Linked DNA regions of Zea mays: regions 2 and 3 are each linked to region 1. A link is a contact called in public Hi-C data. All regions are on one chromosome and are shown on one strand. The core of a region is the stretch at or near the end of the contact, and the rest is flanking DNA. Distances in the headings are between cores, read along the strand shown. Region 1 holds the start of LOC100191378. Region 2 holds the start of LOC100282482 (aspartate carbamoyltransferase 1). Region 3 has its middle 80 kb from the start of LOC124544576.

Evidence for each region. Hi-C and Micro-C count contacts between places; a contact is called where the count stands out from the background.
Region 2: a contact with region 1 is called in a Hi-C map of tassel, with 2.8 times the contacts expected there. The contact joins the promoter of LOC100282482 here to the promoter of LOC100191378 in region 1. A contact is called at or near these places in 2 of 25 Hi-C or Micro-C datasets (ear and tassel).
Region 3: a Hi-C map of leaf shows a contact between it and region 1, with 5 times the contacts expected there. The contact joins the enhancer-like site here to the promoter of LOC100191378 in region 1. A contact is called at or near these places in 3 of 25 Hi-C or Micro-C datasets (ear, endosperm and leaf).

What each region holds. Positions count from the first base shown.
Region 1 is chr4:72,226,860-72,231,882 of Zm-B73-REFERENCE-NAM-5.0, reverse strand. It overlaps LOC100191378, which reads right to left and starts at 2,362. Exons shown (of 3, transcript NM_001136812.1): 1 at 1,590-2,362. The coding sequence starts at 2,115.
Region 2 is chr4:71,808,644-71,813,666 of Zm-B73-REFERENCE-NAM-5.0, reverse strand. It overlaps LOC100282482 (aspartate carbamoyltransferase 1), which reads left to right and starts at 2,960. Exons shown (of 5, transcript NM_001155391.2): 1 at 2,960-3,538; 2 at 4,121-4,260. The coding sequence starts at 3,088.
Region 3 is chr4:71,927,518-71,932,540 of Zm-B73-REFERENCE-NAM-5.0, reverse strand. No RefSeq gene overlaps it. Among protein-coding and RNA genes, the nearest start is that of LOC124544576, 80 kb to the right of the region's middle. Within about 2 kb of position 2,195, at least 18 of the 20 cell types and tissues checked have an H3K27ac peak or open chromatin away from gene starts, as enhancers often do. A contact at or near this core is called in ear, endosperm and leaf, where this site is marked.

The DNA of each region.
Region 1 (5,023 bases), core at 1,113-3,612:
AAACCAACTATGATAGATTAGCTTATACAGCACATGTACGCAACTCCTTATAGTTTTATAATTTTTTTTCCTTTTTGTTCTTTTTTTAACTCATAACAGGTCTATTTCCATTTACTTAATGATGATGGAGAGATGAAAACAGCAACAACAACAACAACAAAGCTTTTCAGTCCCAAGCAAGTTGGGTAGGCTAGAGTTGAAACCCAACATGAGGGGAGTCACGGTTTAGAAACATCAATAGCTGCTTTCCAAGCACTCTATTCAAACACATAGTAGTGCTACATGACTTGGACTATTTAGTTGCATGTGCATCGCTACGGTTTCTATATATCATATATGGTTTCTTTGTATAACATAAATCAACACAAGTTACAGTGGTTAGAGGCGATGTCTCTCTTCCTAGAGACCCATGGTTCAAATCCCAGCAAGCACACTTTTTTATATTTTGCTGAGCGCGTGGGGGAAATCTAGCGACGCTCGCTACGCGCATGGGGAGGCCGACGATGCACGACGAAACTCCCACTTTAAAGGTGTAGTGATTTGCATGATAGAAGAAATGGTCCAGGACATGGACATTCAAGAATCAACTGGTTGCCAACCAGAGCACCATGGAGACTTGGCATCCTAAACCTTGAAAGCCTTGACAGCCCTTGTGCAGCGGATAGCCATGTCCTTGACATGCTGGATACTCATTATCTTTGAGTTGATTGGGACCATATCTTTTGAAAGTCAAGATAAAAGGCACTAAGCAGGGTTAGCAATGGCTCCGTCCCCGTGTCCCCCACCCACCCTCAACTCCACAGCGTTGCTGCGCGAGGCGAGAGGTGCATCCAACCAAAAATGCTAGGCTTTGTTGATAGCCAGGTCCAGCTGCTGCTCCCTTTCTTGAGTACAGGAGTGGCTAGCCGCAGGTGCTGGAGCCAAAAGTTGAAGATCGCCGCCATAGCCATCAGATGACAAGGCCCAACTCTCCCGCTGGGATTGAATTGGCAGGATAGCCATTTCCGTACCCCGACTCCCCTTAGGGCATGTACAATATGTGTCTTAAGTTGTGTCTTAAAGTGTGTCTAAGGGGTGAATGTAAAAAAACTCAAGACATGTATCTTGACGAAGACACAATGTCTTAGCTCTATGTTGGAGACAGGAGACTAGCTGATAGGTCACTTTAATTTATTGAATGCTCTGATTGGTAGAATGAATATGGTAAGACACATGTTTTAGACATGACCACTGTATTATGTTGTGTTTTAGTTGTGTCTTATACTTATAGTACCGTGCAGCAGTGTCTAGATTGTACATGCCCTTATATTTCCCATTCCTCCACAACAATTCCCGTTCCCACCCACATATCCTAATATGCAAACGCCACCAAAAGCTAATTTGGTGGGGTACTAGGAGTAACAGCTAAGCAAGGCCAACACGCAGCAATAATCCTCCTACACATCTGATAAAATAGGGTGCATATAAAATAATTAAAGTGAGAAGGTTTGTCTTTCTAACACAACGATCCACAGCTATTTGCTTAAAACATGGCATCCATAGACCAAAACATGTGAAATTCTAAACACCAGATCACGAACGGGACTCGCCTTGGACGAAGAAAGAGGCCGAGGGCCAGCCGCGCGTGGTGGAGAAGCAAAGCGCCTCCTCCTCCTCCTCCTCCATGAGCTCGTCGTCGTCGAGTTCCACGACTTCGAACGCGCCGCCAACGGCCCCGGCGCCCCCAGGGGCCGCGACACCGTCCATGAACTTGGCGACCCCGGAGGCGCCTCCTGAGGCCGCGATCCGGCCGACAAACGCGGTGACCTCGTGCGGGAGGCGCAGCGGGGGCACCCAGTAGGACCCTCCAGGCACGAAGGGCAGCCAATCGGGAGCGGCGCGGCGCACCATGACGCCGTGGATGGCCTCCTCCAGGCGCCGGATCCCAACCACCTCGATCGATGGGGACGAGGGGGAGGAGCCGTGGGCCGAGGAGCCAGCGTCTTCCTCGGTGAGGTCGATCTCGACGATCTCGACCTTGGTAGCGAGGCAACGGAGGGAGGCGAATGCGGCGGTGGGGGAGGAGGAGGCGGCGGGACGGGCTAGGGTGAGGGTTTGTGTGAGGAGGCGGGCCATCGGCGGCGGCGGAAGAGGACGGATGTGGTGGTGGAGATGGGATGACCGGGCGAGTTTGAGACGGAGGCTGAGGAGACGGGAACAGATGCGTGCTAGCGTGCTACGATAGATAGTTCGTTCATGTAACGAACGTGCCAGCTGCTGTAGGTATCGACAGCTCCGACCCGGACGGGTACTGTGCTGGACGGCCCGGCCAGCAGGTCGACGACCGTTTGGTCTGAGCAATAGGAACAGGAGGCGTGTTCGAGTAAGCGGGGTTGGTACCAACTAGGGATGGGTGTATACTCTTGGGTTGGGTAGTTTCATACGGTGCTGGACGGCCCGGCCAGCAGGTCGATGAACCTGGAGGAGTTAGGTATGTAGGATATGCTTTTTATTTTTTGTTGGGCAGGCAGTAGTATAATTTTGATACTCTGCAGTATAAATTCGACTCCCAACCCTTTTTTTTAGAATAAAATTATTGATAAAACTCCAACATAGTTTGTTCCAAATCCACTATAATCCTTGTAGAATAGTCAAGTACCCCATTTCCAAGGGGTACCTGTTGAAAATCGTTTCAACAAATCCGTCCAAAACACCCGATCCGATAGTACCCGTTTTTGGAACGTCCAGTGCCAAAGTCACTGAATGGGTAAGTCACCTGTTGGGGACCTTCGGAGTCCGAAGGTCCTCAAAAACAAGGATTTAACAGTATTTCTGTAGTGCAATGTGTGAACAGGTACTCTCGGACTAAAGTCGGCATTGCAGTAGACTGGAATAATACGAAGCTTGCTACAGAGCCGAAGGTGTTGAGCAGGAAAGCTTCGGCGTGGTTGCAGAAAATGAAACCGACTTAAAGATGAAAAGGCTATTCAGACCTTGATACATTACCATAGAATTATTATCAAATGTAAAGGGCATGAATGTAATTTTGTATGGGTTGCGTCCCGTGCCTATAAATAGGTGAACAGTACTCCCGTACCGTTCACGCTGACTTGGCATTTGCTTTCTGCGTCACGCTTGTACTATCATTTCCTTTCGATTGAAGCACTTGAGAACAAGTCCCCAACATTGGCGCCCACCTCCGGTGAACTCACTTCCATTTCTTGAGCTTTTCAACATCTTCGACAAGCATCACCTTCGTCATGCCGCCGAAGAAAGCTTCAGCACCAGGGGCTGGCACGCTGCAGCCGCTGGACCCTAATCAAGACGTCCTTTCTCTTAGAGAGGCACGAAGCCAGAAGAGGAAGGCTACCAGTCCAACACCTCCGGAGGATGATCTAGATCAGGAGATTCAAAATCTGGAAATCCTTCAGCAACAGGTTCAACGCAAGAAAGAAAAGATGGCCAGGGTAGCTGAACTGCAGAGGCAGATAGACGAAGCCTCTGAAGAAGTTCGTCATCTTGCTCAGGACGAGCAACACCGAAGGCCTCAGCATCAAGATCTTCATCAGGAGGGTTTTCCCAACGAAGATGATTGGTATGACAATTTCCATCATGGGAATTTTGTTTTTGATGATGCTTCTCCTCTGTCCGCTGAGCTGCAGGCTACACCTTGGCCCCCGTCCTACAAGCCGCCTCAGCTCCCTGTATTCGATGGCCATTCAGACCCGAAGCAGTTTTTGATGAGCTACGAAGCAACAGTTTCTTCGTATGGTGGCAATGCTTCAGTCATGGCCAAATCTTTCGTTATGGCTGTCAGAAGTGTTGCTCAAACCTGGTATTCCTCCCTTCGACCAGGCACGATCACTTCATGGCAGAAGCTGAAGGATTTGTTGTTAACCAGCTTTCAAGGATTTCAGACGAAGCCGGTCACTGCTCAGGCTCTGTTCCAGTGCACTCAGGACCACGAAGAATACCTTCAGGCATATGTCCGAAGGTTCTTGCGTCTGAGGGCACAGGCACCAACGGTGCCCAATGAAATTGTCATCGAGGCCATGATCAAGGGGCTTCGGCCAGGTCCGTCAGCTCAGTACTTCGCCAGGAAGCCTCCTCAAACTTTGGAGAAGCTTCTCCAGAAAATGGATGAATACATTCGGGCCGACAATGATTTTCGCCAAAGAAGGGAGGAGGCTTTCAGGTTTTCTGAAATGACCAGGGGCTTCGGAGGGAGGTTTTACCCGAGGCATGTGCGATCAATTCACAATTCTACACAAAATGATGACAGAGGAAGCCAACAGCAAAAGCCACAATACTCCTCACAGGCTTCTGGACAACAGCAAAGCTCCTTCCGGCCACCAGCTCCAAGAGGCAGAGGCGCCAGGGGCTTCGGAGGAAGATTTGGCGATCAACCGAGAAGAATCTTTTGCTTATTCTGCGGTGAGAACAAAGGCCATACTACCAGGATGTGCCATGTTACTATACAGAAGCAAAAGGAAATAGCTGAAGCAGCAGCACAACAAGCCCAGCCGAAGCATGTCATGCATACAGCTTCGTATCATTCGCCCTACATCCCAGAATATGTGGGCAACCATCCTGCAGTCTCTGCTGCTTCGGCGAGTCAGCCTCAAGCTTCCTGGCAACAGCCTCCGCCTCCACCTCCGTTGCAACAAGGCCAGCAGCCAGAAGGGAGCCAATATGCTCCGCACCAAAGGGACTTCAGAGAACAGTCCGAAGCTCGCACGGTCAATAGCACAGTGCCAGAATCAAAGCACATCTATTGACAAATATCCTACCTTAATAGCAATCTTTTTCATTCAGTTTTATTTTCTGTAATAAAGGACATTGTTTAGGTTTCATGTAATTAGTTTCGTTGATTCCTACAAGAAAAATATGTTTTCTCCACAGGCTTGTGATAATAAAAAGGACCTTCGGACTGTCGAAAATTCTTCGAAACAACAAAAAGTCGTTCTGCGGAACGCAGAGTAAGTTTGACGAAGTCACAAAAAGTCGTTCCGAAGCGAGCGCAGTGTAAGTTTTCTGCTCCAAA
Region 2 (5,023 bases), core at 1,711-4,210, 420 kb after region 1:
CGCGCTTCCGCTTGTCACCAGCACGACGGGGCGAGCCTCGACCTCACCTGCCTTTGCCCATGGTTGGATGGAGAAGAAGAGGAAGCTAGAGGAAAGCAACAGATGATCGAAAGATGAGTGAAGAGAACAACGTGCAAGCAGGCTATTTATAGATGCCGGAGGTGACCGTCCACTTCCTACCACGCTCGTCGAACAGTCACAAGTATTCAATAAGCAATTCAAGCCGCCTAAAAATGAGTCAGGCAACAGGCGCCGCTTCGCGTAACATGACACCATTTGGACCAAGGTCAACTGCTCGGGCGATATGATTACACCCCACGATCACATCAAGTTACTACTCCAGGACAGTGTGCTAAATGCTCTGCGTACCAAGACGCCCCTTGGTCACACCCATTGGGGGGGTAACCAGGATTTTCAAAAGATTTTCTGAAGAAGTCATATCCATACAGTATACGCAATGAATGTACTGAGACAGAAGGAAGAGGTCGGTAGAGATCGGAGGAAATCCAAATATAGCTACTGAACCGCAAGTCTAATCAGCAGAGGCATTGAAGCACAGAGCGGGGTGATGACTAGCCAAGAGCCATCTACCAAACGTCAAATCTGTCACCGATCAAATAAATTTCAGACCTAACAAGGTGTGGGTAGATAATATTGTTTGAATTCGCAAGAGCATGAGATGAAGACAAAATGCTGATTTCTAAAGCATAAGATGATGACAAAATGCTGATTTCTAAAGCACGAGATGAAGATCTTTGAGTGGATCATTTTCAAAAATCCACTCAAAGCTCGGGGGCTACAATAGATTTTTAATCCCAGAAGACAAAATGCTGATTTCTAAAGCATAAGACGATGACAGAATGCTGATTTATAAGGCATGAGATGAAGACCTTTGAGTGGATTATTTTCAAAAATCCACTCAAAGCTCGGGGGCTACACCCATTGGGTGCAGATTTTTAATCCCAGAGGACGAAATGCTTCCTTCTAAAGCATGATATGATGACAAGACGCTGATCTCCAAAGCATCAAATGAAGACCTTTGAGAAGACTGTTTTTACTGAGTCACTCAAAGTTTAGGAGCAACGCTCAATAGGTGCACCTTCGGCACGCCCATTGCTAGAGTGGAAATCATGCCACAAACTCGCGAGCTAGACCTAGAATCTTTGGGCCGATTATTTCAAAATCAACTCAAAGATTGGGGGCTTGTGGGGGACAGATATCCCTCGGGTCCACTAGAAGGTAAGAAGGCCTCGCGAGAGGCTTTAGGCCTGTTATCTCGCTAGACCATCCCTTCGTGGGCCAGGAGAAAACTGCTGGCGGAATGGGCCAACACGAGAAAGAAGCAGACTCAGGCCCAAGCGACTCGTTGGACTTAAGCGCTATCCACAGCGCCCACCCGACTTTCCTGCGTGCAGCGACCTTGAATATCAGAGCGAATTAGGAATAAGTTGGCAAGATTATAGGAAGATCAGTTCAGTCGGTTCACTATTGTTTAGGAACATATCATCATCACATATGCATGTAGTGCCCCATGGTCGAATATATAAGGCCTAGGGGGTACCCCATCATTTCCAAGTCAATGACCAACCCATATCACTAGTTTCTCTCCATTCCGGAGATTCCTCTTGTAACCCACCACATAAAGATCCTCACCAGGAAGTAGGGTATTACGCCTCTCCAAGCGTCCCGAACCTGTAGAAAATCGTCTGTCATCTCTCGTGCATCTCACACGAACCATTGAGTTATAGTCAACAGCACCGTCCTACCCAAAAGCACCGCGAGGGGTAACCCCGGGTGTACAGTCGGGCTCCAAACACCGACATGACGCTGCCGCCCCCGTCGTGCCGAAGGTTGGCGCCTTGCCGCCAATGCCCATCGTCGTGCCTAAGGTTGGTGACTTGCCGCGCGATGCCCTCCGTGTGGCTCGTGCCTAACCGTCGATGTCCTCCATCTCGACAGCGTCAGTCTCCATTAGGTCCCACGAACACGACACGAACTCGGTGGACATGCCTGTGAAGATGCCCGTGGAGTCAGTGAGTTAGAAAATTAGATGTATGTGCGTACCTTGTAGGACGTATGCAAGTCGGAGTAGCTGTAGAGCGTCAGACCACCGGCGGCGAGCAGATCCACCACCGCTATTGCTTTAGGGCCTCAATAAGAAGTTTTGTAGCTAGGTTGATGGGCGGATTAGGATGAGTAAAACGGCTCCACCCCGTAGCTGCTGAAACCGCTTTCCCTGTCCCGTATGGAGCGACGTGCATGGGTTGTTGGGCTCCTGTCGCGGTGCATTTGGTGCAGGCCCACTTACCATATCGTTCGTTGCTACGAACGAAAGACATAACATGCGTGGGTTTGTGTCATTGTGTGGGTGACTCAGATGCTCGCGCCCCGTGCAAGGCATGGATTCGCTGAGGACGGGGAGTGGATAGACGAATTGGATTAGATGTGATCGATGTGAAGAAAATGTGTCTTGTTGGTCATTTCAAACAATAGAAAATGGTTATTTGTAAAAATATAACGCGGGATGATCGTCAAAACTGGTGCTTTAATATAGTAGAGACATAACCAAAGATTGACGAACAATTACAATAATGTTTTTTTGGTGCTCGACAATAGAAAAATATAAACCATATAGTCCCGATAAATTTGTGTTATTGTAATTAACTTACAAGGCCACTAATTTCGAATGTAAACAATTAATTTGTTTATGTATTTCCAATACATACATAATTTACAAATGAAATACAATGCAATTTTGAGAAAAAACTAAAGTAGTTTAAGAATTTTGTTAGTATTGTAGATACAGAGGATCAAATTTAAATAATGTTGTTAGAGATGAAAAAGATATAAAAGATGAATTTTTTTAGAATATGTTGTAGATGATAGAGAATATTTTTTTAATATACGAAATTTAGAGAACATTAGAGACAGCCTAAGACCGGAAATTACTACCGCCAGCCTAAAATCAGGCAAAATCCCGCCGCCGCCTGCCGGCAGTGGCACTCGCAGACTCGCTTCTCCCCGAAAAACGGCTGAACCCTGAACCCTCACTACGTCCCGCCGCCTGCTTCACAGTTCACCCCGGCCATGGTCTCCACCGCTCGCGCCGCCCTCCCGACGCCCCACCTCTCTCTCGCTTCCTCCTCCCGCCGCAGGCCCCATCTGTTTTTCACGCCCTCCTCCGCACCTCGCCTGCGCGGCGGCGCTGCCACCTCCATCACCGCCGGCAGCTCCGCCTCGCCGCAGCAGCACCAGGTCACCACGCGCCTGGGCGACGTGATAGAGGCGCAGCAGTTCGATCGGGACTCGCTTAACGAGATCTTTGAGGTGGCGCGGGAGATGGAGGCCGTGGAGCGGAGCTCCCACGGCGCTCCCAGTCGCGTCCTCGAGGGGTACCTCATGGCCACTCTCTTCTACGAGCCCTCCACGCGCACGCGCCTCTCCTTCGAGGCCGCTATGCGGAGGCTCGGCGGGGAGGTGCTCACCACCGAGAACGCGCGCGAGTTCTCTTCCGCCGCCAAGGGGGAGACACTCGAAGGTGAGTTACTGAGCTTCAGCTGCTTTGTTGAATACTGTAGGTTAAATTATGTATGTATCGGTGACGGCGATGGGGTTGTTGGCTTGGAAAACTCGGTGTCTCATTTGTATTATGGATGCTGTATAGAGCGGGTGGCAGTGGCGAAGCTAGAGCGAATTAGAGGAGGGTTCAAATGCCTTTGCATAGTGCTAATATATAGGTGGTGCATATATGGTGAAAAGTTTGTTAAAATCACTGGTTTTATAAATTTTTGTGGGTGCATATGCATCTACAGCCTTCTACTTAGCTTCGCCCCTGGCGGGTGGTGCTTGAGCACACACGAGCAGGTGAGGAAACGAGCATACCAAGCTTTGCGCCAGTTTACAATTGCTAAATTCCATTTCCCACAAAATCCCAGTCCCGATATAGTCAAATTTGATATTAAAACTGGATTGAATTGAAACGGAAGGAAAATGATGTAGTGGATTGCCTCTTCCATTATAGAATTAAATTTGTTCTTAATGTACATTTCAGATCAACTTTTACCAATTTCTGTATCTTGTGTGAATTCGGGGCTATTAACTGTGTGTATCCATGATGCAGATACCATAAGAACCGTTGAGGGTTATTCTGATATTATTGTTCTGAGACATTTTGAAAGTGGAGCTGCAAGGAGAGCAGCATATACTGCGAATATTCCTGTTATTAATGCAGGTGATGGGCCAGGGCAACATCCAACCCAGGTAAATGTTCAGTTTCTGACCCACCCTCCTGTCCTACTTTAAAAAATGGTATTGTCAATTGGCATCATTGGATGTTAGCTCCTGAAACAGTAATTTTTAGTTTTCTAACATTGGCACAAGAGCTAAAAACTGGGTTTTAGCGAGTGACTGTCTAGTAATTGGTTGGGATCCTGCAAACTTATCCAAGAGCGACAATGATCTTCTGGATGGCTATTTTGAAGTTTGGGTACTTTGGGAGGTTAAAAAGGATAGGAAGGTGCACTTGGACTTGAGGATGGACACTCCTGCAAGGGCTTAGACTGAATATTCTTGTAGCATTTTCTTCACATAGTTTCTATCTGTGTTCCTGGATCTGTCTGGTGGTCCATTAAGTATTTTGTTATATGATATAGCATAGGAGGAATGAAAATGACCACAGCAAAAAAACAAAACAAAACAAAACTGATTCGTAGTTCTCCTTAGAACAGACTATGTACTGGCATATGCTTTGTGCCATTTGTTCACAAATTAACTAGGGTTATTTGTGTTGGCAACTTCGTGATGGCAAATTCTAAACCTGCAAGAATGTCTTCCGATAGATCTGCAAACATATTCACAGTACCTACAGCTAATTGGTTGTAGTTATTTACCCAAAGGTTCATGTGGAATACCCAAATATCTGCTGCATCTCGATGATAAGCAAAGTCAGTCATAATCGCTGGAGTGCATTTCTATATTTGTATAACAACTTGCTTAAATACCTTTTGTGTTGCATCTATCTTTT
Region 3 (5,023 bases), core at 946-3,445, 300 kb after region 1:
ACGCGAGATTAGATTGAATCGGTACGCAACGTGGACCGCACGATCTGGACGGACGCCCCAGATTTAAATACAGTAGGATTCATCACCCCACGCCCGATCTAGATCCATCGGCTATAATTGACTCCACCGAACCGGTATCTAATCAATCTAATCTAGGCCGTCAACACATCATCCAACGGCTCACACACTATCTTCTTCCCCCCGACGCGCCAGTGCAGAATCACGGCGGCGTAACGCACCGGAGTTCACGCAATCGGCCAACCCGACCCCCATTTTCCCCCAATGTACGCCCAACGTGAAGAGTAGGAAAATAGCAACGAGGTGGTGACTGGCTTACCAGTGGTCAAGACGTGTAGCCCCCGGCCCACGGTAATGCGCGTATCTACGATGGTGCGGAATTGCGGTGAGCAATTGGTGGCTGATGAGCCGCCAATCTCATCCGGAATTGCCTCGGCTGGCTGCACACAGGTCCCGCGCAGGCCTTAGGTCTGGATTTAGGCACAAAGCGCTGATGAAGGTGAGATATCGTGGCGGCGTAGCCCAATGCCCCTGGTGCAACGACGAACCCGCACGCTACCACGCGGTTTTGGGGGTGGTCTTTGGTTCGCAGATGGTGGAAAAGGGAGACAGAACTCGGCGCTCCCCTTTATGCTCGCTAGAGGGTCGGCCGGGTCAGCAGGCGAGACTTTCGCGCGGCAGCGGGCATCTCGGCATGGCCGTTGTAAGAAAGGTGATGGCTGACCAGTGGGGACCACACGTAGTCGCTATTGTGACTGCCAGTGAGGGCCCGTATCACAGCGGCGCAAGGCAACGGCGTCGCGCGCGTGGAGTGACTGAGTGAATGGCCAGTGGGGCCTACTCGCCAGCGTGACGACGCGCGCTGGGAAAGGGATCTTGGGCCGCGCGTGTGCAGGAAAGTGGATGGGCCACGCGGGGTAAAGGAAGGATGGGCCGGATAGGAGGGGGGTTAGGCCCATGCGCTTTTTTTCTTTTTTCCTTTTTTGTTCTTTGCTATTTTGTCTTCTTTTCCATTTGAATTCATATTTTGAACTCCAAACTTGTTGTAAATTCTATACTCAGACTCAAGATTTCAACTAAGGATATAGGTAATAAGAGGATATATTTTACTCGTATATAGTCTCCCTTTTAATGCATATGGTTTTCCTTTCTATTCCATTTTCAAACCCTAATTTTCAATTTAGGTTTTAATTCAATTTCCCTATTATTATATTTTGATTAATAATGTTCTTATTATTATTATATGCACAAACAAAACTCCAATATGATGCATTAAATATTTTTATTAGATATCTTGTCCTTTTGATTATGATTAATTCCATGTTATAGTAGTGAGATGGCAAACCAACTAATGATATCCATTTCTTTTCTTTATTCACAAAGTGGGTATTACATGCACTCAGATCCGCACACACTGACATTGTGGCCCCGGAACGCCAGATATCTTCTTCCCCATGCTTCCGCGACGATCAGGCGGGTGGAAACCAACCGCGGCATGCGCGGACCAGCTGGTTTACTGGGCCTCGCGTCTATAAAGGACCGGGAGTTCCCAAGCCGCGCGCAATCTTTTCCCCCTCATCTGAATCCACTCCATTGAGTTTGTTCCGCCGTGAAGAGAGAAAAGGAGGACAGGAGGGAGGTCGGAGATTGGCCGCCGCCACGGACTTGGTCATCAGTCACTGGTGACGCCCTCAAAGCAGTCCGGTGTGCTCGACGCGAATCTTGGGAGGATTACCGTTGGGACGCCATGGGCGGTGCTCGACTTGGGTGCGCGGTACCCGTCACCGAAATCGTGTCTCTGCCATAGAACCGCGGTCCGCCGTGGAGTGACCTCGTGGCCGCCTGAACCTTCGGTACGCTACTCCGCCGTCGTGCGCCCAGCCTCCTACTCCATATAGTCCGGGTTAATTTACTATTTCGCGCACTAGATCGTCGATTAGCCAAACTCCGGTAATGTCGACCGCAATTCAACGGCGGTGCCACCGCGCCTTGCATCGGGTTGGGGAAATGTAGTCCTATAGCCATTGGATCGAGCATCAATGACTGAGCTTTGACGCCGGGGATACCCCTTCGGGGTGGATGGTGAGCCGTTGGATGCGATCGGACGGACCTGAACCTGCCGCGATTTTTTAAATTCACACCGTTGGATTCCGATCCGTGGGTCGTGGATGAATACCGGTTCGCGGGATCCTGGATCTAATCCAACCCTTTTACCCCAGATCGGATGGCTCCTAATACACGATACCTCTTCAGCCGACTGATTTTTCAAAAGAGTCCCTAGGGTTTGTGGGATTCAACCCGCCGTCCAGTACGGATGCAATCTGAGTCTTAGGAACAAATTGTGGTTTAGACCCCGAGTTCTTCTATATTTAATTAGAAAATAGATTTTAGCACAAATTAGAACAAATTGTGCACGCAGTCATGAGATCAGTAAAACAGGAAAAAGAAATTAGAAAATAGATTTTAGCACAAAAATAATTCCAGAAACTTGTGAAATTCATATTTAATTCATTTTAGCTCCAAATTGATTCATTCCAGTGGCTGTTATTTTGTTTTAATATTGTCTATCACCTAGTGCCTCTGTTTAGCCATGACATTTGGACTAAAATTATTCACTTGAATTACTTTACTCTAGCTACTAAATAACTTCAGAAATTCATAACTAGAGAATCGTAGCTCTGAATTTAGTGATTCTTGTTCCTACGATCTCGTTACGACACGTAGAATATTATCATGCATTCCGTTCTGTTGTTTGGTGTGATGTTAATTTTTGCTATACCATGTTTGTTTCTATTGTTACGAGTAGACGAGCCAGCTACAGAGGATCCTGGTGTTCAGTAGGTGGAGACTGCTGAGCAGGAGCTCGTTGAAGGCAAGTTGTGCTCTTGATCACTTATTTTTACCCAATCATGTTCTTATAATCATAATGATTTGCATATGTTAATTTTGATGGGACCCAATAGGTTACCCTAATTTGACTATCTGTATACCTTGTTTACCACTGACTTTTTGGGTAGTACCTGCTATTGCTTTATGTGGTTTTGGGTATGAAGATATACATTATTCATTATCACACTTTTATTATCAGTTTGATATTTACTGTTCATGATAAGATCATTATGTTAATTGGAACATGGAGAACCACCCGGGAAAACAGTGCTACCACAAGGGTAGTATGGGACGTCCTTGGCTGACTAACTAGGAAAGCTAGTGGAGGATTACCTTACCCGATAGAAGCAAGGGCAGTTGGGAAGTGGTCAGTGTAGGGAGGTCCTTGGGTTGATTTTGCTGCGATGGCGGTCAGGCGAGGGATCCCTGCATTGGAGCTTCCTAGAAATTGTAGCGTGTTTTCTGAAGCTAGTGGAACTTTATAAAGGCCTTGTAGTGTTACCCTACCTCGCTTCCTTGGTAGAGGTGTATGGGAGTCACGATCCCTTGGAAGATGGGGTAACATGACTTGTGGGTAAAGATGCACAACCTTTGCAGAGTGTAAAACTGGTATATCAGTCGTGCTCACGGTCATGAGCGGCTCAGACACACATGATTAATTTATGGAATTAAATTCAATTTGTCATTTGCATCACATTGGGATTTATTATTATTATGATCTACTATTACTCTGGTTTGGTATTTATTTACATTTAGTTACTACAAATAAAATTTTGACCAACTTATTAAAAGCAATGCTCAGCTTTAACCCCTTATTTGTTGATCAGTCTTACACTTCACATGAACTCCCACCTTTGGTGAGTTCATCCACATTATTCCCCACAACTTGTTGAGCTATGATATTTTGTGAGCTCACTCTTGCGATATATAGGCCCCCCACAGGTGAAGAGCAGGTGGTCCAGGAGGAGCCGCCCTACAATGAAGCATACGAGTTGATCTAGGTGGCGTCTCCAGGTCAGCTTTGTGACACCAGGGGAATAATATCTAGTTTGCTTTATTATTATCATTTATTTTTGTAAGACTTTCGCTATGTAATAATGACATTTATAATATTTATGATATTTATCTCTATACACTTTGTCATTATATGTGATGTTCTTCCTTGGCGCACATATGAGACGCACCCGGCTTTATCCTTTAAATCCGGGTGTGACAGTGATATCCTGGCCAAGGCTTGATATAATTAATAGAGTACTCATATCAACAAAGTGCATCTTCTTTTTTCGGAAGCATATCTCGAAAGAACCTCCAAGTTAAGCGTCCTTGGCTTGGAGCAATTTGGGATGGGTGACCGACCAGAAAGTTTTCTCGAGTGCGCATGAGTGAGGACAAAGTGCGCACAAAAGACTCGTGTTGGTCTGTGCAGACAATATATGATCCTAAAGAGTTGCTAGGAGTATGTATCGCTGGACCGAGAGTGAACGGAGTGTTACAAGTGGTATCAGAGCCGACCTTCGTGGTTTCACGGGCGTGTGTGGGTTAGGGGTTCTGGTATATGGCGCATGTGAAGCTGAGGGCCTTTTGGCTCTTAGTGTTCTTGGTTCCCTTTTGGAAACCAAGTCCATCCTTAATGGAGGGATGTCTACCAATGGTGAAGGCATCCCTGGCAAATTTAACTTTTTCTATATCATTTTTGCAAGTTTTAACTTGAACATTTAATTGAGCAATCTCATCATTTAATTTTGCAATAGTAGAAGCATGATTATTACAATTTTTAAAATCATGATCTTTGCATTTAGCACAAATTGAAACATGCTCAATGGATGAACTAGTAGTATTTAATTTCTCTATTCTAGCATTCAAATCATCATTTAAACTCTTAAGGCTAGTGATAGAGGAATGACAAGAAGACAATTCAAATGCAAGCATTTCATTCTTCTTAACATCTTAAGCAAGATATTTTTCTACTTCTACTACTTTATCATGTTCCTCATAAAGAAAATCTTCTTGTTTTTCTAGCAATCTATCCTTTTCATTAAGAGCATCAATTAATTTATTGATTTTATCTACTTAGATCTAACTAAGCCCTTAAAAAGATTGCTATAGTCTATGTCGT